Linked DNA regions of Capsicum annuum: region 2 is linked to region 1. The links are chromatin contacts, called in public Hi-C maps. All regions are on one chromosome and are shown on one strand. Each heading gives the region's core, a stretch centred on a gene start, on an enhancer-like site or on the middle of the called end of the contact. The rest is flanking DNA. Distances are from core to core; before and after follow the strand shown.

Region 1 (2,700 bases), core at 142-2,641:
CTTCACATGCCTGAACCACCACAACCTCACTTCTCTCGTCTTGTTCATCATGGAGGCCTCTCCCACCTTGTCCCGAATAACTTCAATCCTTATCATATCTGTGTGCCTACACATCCAGCTGAGCCCGCCCTCATATCTGCTACCTTCATCTTTTGGACGTGGGCTTTCTTAACTGGCCCGCACTCTACCTAGTACAACAAAGTTGGTATAACCACTACTCTATAGGATTTACCTTTAAGCCTTGACGATACATTCTTATCGCAGAGTAACCTAGAGGCAAGCCTCCATTTCTGGTACCAAAAAGAAATCTGTCCTCCGCAGAGATCTGTCTAGTTACAAAACCAAGGAAAAAGATATACAAAACTAAACTACATAAAACCCCTACAAAAAATGTGATATTAAATGAATTTCCTTAAAGCTCAATCAAGGCACACCATATGTTTATTGAACTAAACTAACAAAAGAAAAACATGAGCAAATGAGTATGAATCAGGGAATATGGCCACAATTTTGTTATTACACGTCCGTCCCAATTTATGTGGCAGAGTTTGAATTTTGAAAGTCAAACAATTTAATTGTGATGGTGAGTTCAGACATGGAATCTTTAAAATTTTTTTAGGTCAAAAAAAGACTTGTTTGAATCTTAAAATTTGAAAGGTGTCAAATTAATTGGGATGGGAGGAACAGTTTCATCTCATGAAACCGTAAGAGCTGGAAATCACAGCGGAAAGTTCAGGGTGAGCTTTTTTTAAGACATTTAAAGAACAATAAGTGCAAAGAAGGCATATTACCAGGAACTGTAAAAACAAGATTCTAATTCATGAAACAGCAGGTAGGCAAATAAGTAAATAAGACCAAGAAGTCAACATACCATCAAGACATCATACATATGAGAGTAATCTGAATCAGAAAATGAAGTTTTCATTTACTGAGCTGTGCTCCATTAACCTTGTTTCAATTCAAAAAAGAAGTAATTTTTAGAATTATTTTAAGTTTGCTGGGTTTACTTCATAGGTAGGAACAAGGATGCCTAAAGCGACCAAAAGGGGAGATAAAGAATGCAAAAGTAGAAAAATCAAAAGCAGCTCAGCCACTTACCGATCAGAAAAGGAAAAAAAAAAAAACGCCCACCTTGTACAAATGTCTCTCTCTTAAACATGACACAAAACATTCCTACATCTTTATATTCAATTCGAACAAGCTGGGATCAGCTGCAAATGAATTTGATTGAAAAAGTTTGCTTTGGGAAATAAATCTTAAACTTCACGCGAAATTATAATTTTGATCAACTTTAACAGTACATAAATAAAAATTTTAGCTATTCAAAATCTAACAAAGATGACCTCCGATTTTACAATGTTCGTGAGTTTCACTTACACCTACGTGGATATATAATCCAATGATACGATGTCACGTTATTATAAGGCTAATTGAAGGACTTTTGATATGAAACTTAAAATAACGTCGTTTTGCTTCTATAAGTTAAAACGATGTCGTTATTATTATTATTATTATTATTATTATTATTATTATTATTATTATTATTATTATTATTATTATAATACTACTACTATTTCTACATATTACGTACTACTATTGCTTCTATCAATATACTATTACTACTACTACGACTAATAATAATAATAATAATAATAATTATTATTATTATTATTATTATAATATTTTGATAAAATTTTCATCTCAGTAACGTTTTAATAACGTTAATTTAATATATTATTACTACTGCCCTTAATAACGTTTTAATAACATTAATTTAATATACTACTATTACTGCCCTTAACAACCTTTTATTAATAACGTTAATTTAATATACTATTACTACTGCCCTTTATAACATTTTATTAATAATGTTTTATTAATAACGTTTTAGTAACGTTAATTTAATAATATTTTAATAAAGTTAATTTAATAACTTCAATTTAATAACGTTTTATTAAAACTATAATTTTTTAATTTATTATTAATATAGTTTCATCTTTAAGCTGAAAATAATGAAAAAATAATAGTGAAAAGTTATTTAAATATATAAAAAAGAATTGGTAAGACTGTAAGAGTATAATAGTCATTTTATCCTTTTTTTTTTTTACTGTTGAAACGCTCAATTTTTTAGCGCGACGCGCCCAGTTTTGGCGTGTACAACACGCGTTTTGCCATATGGGATCGGAGGTCATATTTGTGCAGTTTTGAATAGTTAAAGGTCATATTTGTGTACAATTAATGTTTAAGGTCAAAGTTATAATTTGGTGTCAAGTTTAGGGTCATATTTATGTATTATGCCTTTGATTTTTATTCGACATAATTATCAAAAGAGATAATGCATAAATATGATCGTAAACTTGATACCAAATTATAACTTTGACCTTAAACTTTGACAGTGCACAAATATGACCTTTAACTATTCGAAACTGCACAAATATGACCTCCGATCTTACATGGCAAAATGCGTGTTCAACACGAAAAACTGGGCGCGTCCAGCTTAAAATCTAAGGGTATAATATATAAATATGATACTAAAGTTGACACCAAATTATAACTTTGACCTTAAACTTTGACAGTGCACAAATATGACTTTTAACTATTCAAAACTGCGCAAATATGACCTTTAAATGACTTTTCACTATTATTTTTTTATTATTTTTGGATCAAAGATTAAAATGGCATCTAATTTCTTTTGTCATT
Region 2 (3,070 bases), core at 256-2,755, 61 kb before region 1:
ACACAATTGGTATTTGCATTTAAGAATGGCCGGTATTTGCATTTAAGAATGGCCTATTTGTGTGACTTATAAAGCTATAGATGGTTACCTCGGTGAGGCTTGTAGCATCCTTGGGCTGCATTTTCTTCCGTAAACGCCAACAGCATCTAAAAGAAGACTAGCGTCTGACTTCTGGGAATCACTTTGTAATTTAAATTGCAGTGTTCAGGAACCTGGTAAAGAACAAGCTTGTTCCTGATCCCTTCTATGGGCTGGGAAATGAATCAATTATCGACATTGTTGATTCGGTGAGGGAACACTACACTTTCTGGTTTTCACCACCTTTGAATATAAGCTGGTGTGTATACAAATTATATAATCTGTCTCATTTGCATTCGGTGCTTCATTTTCTGTAAAGATTTTCTGTAAAGGGTTTTGCTTCTTATCAAATATGTTTTGCACATTGAGTAGCTCAAGAATATTTATTTAGTCTACGGAGTAAATCTTATAATCTCTTATTTCATTTCCACTGTGATTTGCAACTATTCCCTGTGTTCGGTACTTATAATAAGTGCGTGGCTAATATTTTTTTGTCAAATAATCAGCTCGTGGATCTTAATTTTTGGGCTATTATTGTTCTGTTGAAGTCTTATCGGAATGGGCACAAGGAGGTGCTTCCAAAGGGAATGTTTAGGGGGCATTTAGGAGGCGTTCTATTGATATCACCGACATTCTATCCTCCTGATTATCCAGGGCGTATTTCTCCTCGGGGTGGTCAAGGTAGTTGTAGACATCTAATTTTGTCCCTTCCAAGTTCAATTTTATTCATTTTTACCTCACTTTATGATACACCCTTACTCACGTGATTATACCCTCCATAAAATGACAAAAATAACAACCCTTAACAAATTTTATCTTGTTTGGATCCTATCCTAACAAACTTTATCCTAACAGCCTACCCAATCAAAAGCTTCCACCTCTATATCCACTCACATTTTTATCCTCACATAATACATTAACAACAAAAAGAAGGGGGACCCACAGGTACACCTAACAAAGAAAGGATCATCATTTACACATCACCTTCACAATATACATATACACCATTTGCACAAAACTGAAAAAGGAGGGGAAAGGGACTCCATTTTTCTTTCTTTTCTTCTCCATTAACAACTTCACCAACACTCTCTTATCACTCCAAAAAAAATATAGAATCCTCACGCACACACTGTTGCACACACATACACACAGTAAACTCACACGCACAAAGTAGAGAAATCGAGAAGTAGGTGATCAAAAAAGTAAAGAAAGAGCGCAAAAGTAGAAAGAGAGGAGAGAGAACGAAACAAAAGACCATTATTTGATCGTTTCTTTTCGGATTCCGGTGAAATCTAGCCGGAATCGACGTCAAACTCATCGTCTAGGCCTGCTCCATCCTGAAATCCCCCTAAATCCTCTCGGTCTTATTAATTTCTGGACAAAATCTAGCTAGAATCTGATCTATTCCAGTCAATTTCTATCGCGGATAGCTCATCAGAGTTCAAATTTGTACTCGCCCTCAGTTTTCTACCCGAAATCGGGTTTGGATTTTTGTTGTTGGCGTTCAATTCTAGGTCGGTTGTTTAATTTCGAGACTTTTCATCGATTTTCAAATCTGTTCGGGTGGGGGGTTTCTTGATACTGATTTGGTTATTCATCATTGGGGTTCCTTGCTTTGTGAATTTGGTATTTGAATTAGATTTCGAGTTTGGTTTTTGTATTGAGTTGGTTCGTCGTTGAGGTTTCTATTCGGGGTTTCGACTGCGGATCTCTCTTAACTCATATTATCACGAAATCGTTTCTTCGAAGGTCCATTTCTAATCCTTACTCTTTGATTTCCTTGTTATGATATTTAGTACGTGGATGTTGTGGTAGTGTATTGTTTGTTAATTGAACATTTTTGTTGGTGATTGATGTTGTTTTACCTGAATAAGTAGTCTTTAGCATGAAATCGATGATGATATGGAAGGATAATTGTGCTCGGGTTTAAAAACTGTCATGTATAAATGTGGGGGATCGGAATCGCAGACTAATGAAGTAATTTGAATTGTTTGGTTTGACTTGAAATGGATATTGATGACGCTGAATTCGAATTAATTTCGGTTCATGCTGTTGAACACAATAGTAGTATGTTTAGGCCGAAATGGATAGGTAATGTAGGTGCGGATAGGCAAATTTAGAACTTGTGTTTTGGTTGAATGTTTGAATATGTGTGTGAATGTTTCTTTCTAGTTTATCGTATTTGATTCAAGTGTATTTATTTGGATGGGGAATGCCTCGACGTTTCATGTATTTATTCATCAGGGAATGCCCCGACGTAGTAAGTCTTCGAAGATGGTTCGTGATCAAGGCCCGAGACATCGGGTAAAGTACGGGAGCGTAGTTAGGATTAGTGTAGGTTAGATAGGTTTATATTTCTGCATTTTTTTTTGGATTTTATAATTGGACTGGATGCTAAATTTTGGATTGTTTTATTTTGTTTGTTTGATTGATTTTTTTATGTGTTTTTGTGTGGTTTATACATTCTTAGTGTCAAAATTAATCGATACGCTCCACCAAGCGACCGTGGTCGAACCACGGGATCGAGGGGTGCCTAACACCTTCCCCTCGGTCAACAGAATTCCTTAGTCGAAATCTCTGTTTGAAACCAGTTTAAAACAGTCAAAACATAGTTTTGAAAAAGGATTTTCAAAGATAACTTGGCACACCCGATTATGTCAAGTGGTGACTCTAAATCAAAAAAAGTAAATAATTCTTTTTCGAAACAAATTTTCTTCATTTTGTCACTTTAATAATAAAAACTCTTTCGAATCTTAAAATCTAATTTTTTTTGAAGTCGAAAAAGGGGTGTGACAGTAGTGATCATGAGGTATTCTTCAAATTAAACTTAAGCCAAACCATCTTGAAAGTTTTTACTATTATCTTCTGGGGGCACATTATGATTATTATTTCATGAAAGACAGCAATATAATCACACAAAAAGTATGTGTTGCATATCATTTTCCAGGAAAATGTTTTTCTTGCGGAAGTCATTTTCTGTGTTTGGTTAGGA

What was found. A called contact is a pair of places that touch in the nucleus more often than the background predicts.
Region 2: a Hi-C map of leaf shows a contact between it and region 1, with 3 times the contacts expected there. The contact joins the enhancer-like site here to the promoter of LOC107872838 in region 1. A contact is called at or near these places in 4 of 5 Hi-C or Micro-C datasets (bud, leaf, pericarp and 1 more).

Annotation. Positions count from the first base shown.
Region 1 is chr6:188,678,270-188,680,969 of UCD10Xv1.1, reverse strand. LOC107872838 reads right to left here and starts at 1,391. Exons shown (of 2, transcript XM_016719460.2): 1 at 1,099-1,391.
Region 2 is chr6:188,738,781-188,741,850 of UCD10Xv1.1, reverse strand. It overlaps LOC107872837 (a long non-coding RNA gene), which reads left to right. Exons shown (of 4, transcript XR_007056538.1): 2 at 1-1,827; 3 at 2,323-2,382. Among protein-coding and RNA genes, the nearest start is that of LOC107872837, 4.6 kb to the left of the region's middle. Within about 2 kb of position 1,505, at least 2 of the 5 cell types and tissues checked have an H3K27ac peak or open chromatin away from gene starts, as enhancers often do. A contact at or near this core is called in leaf, where this site is marked.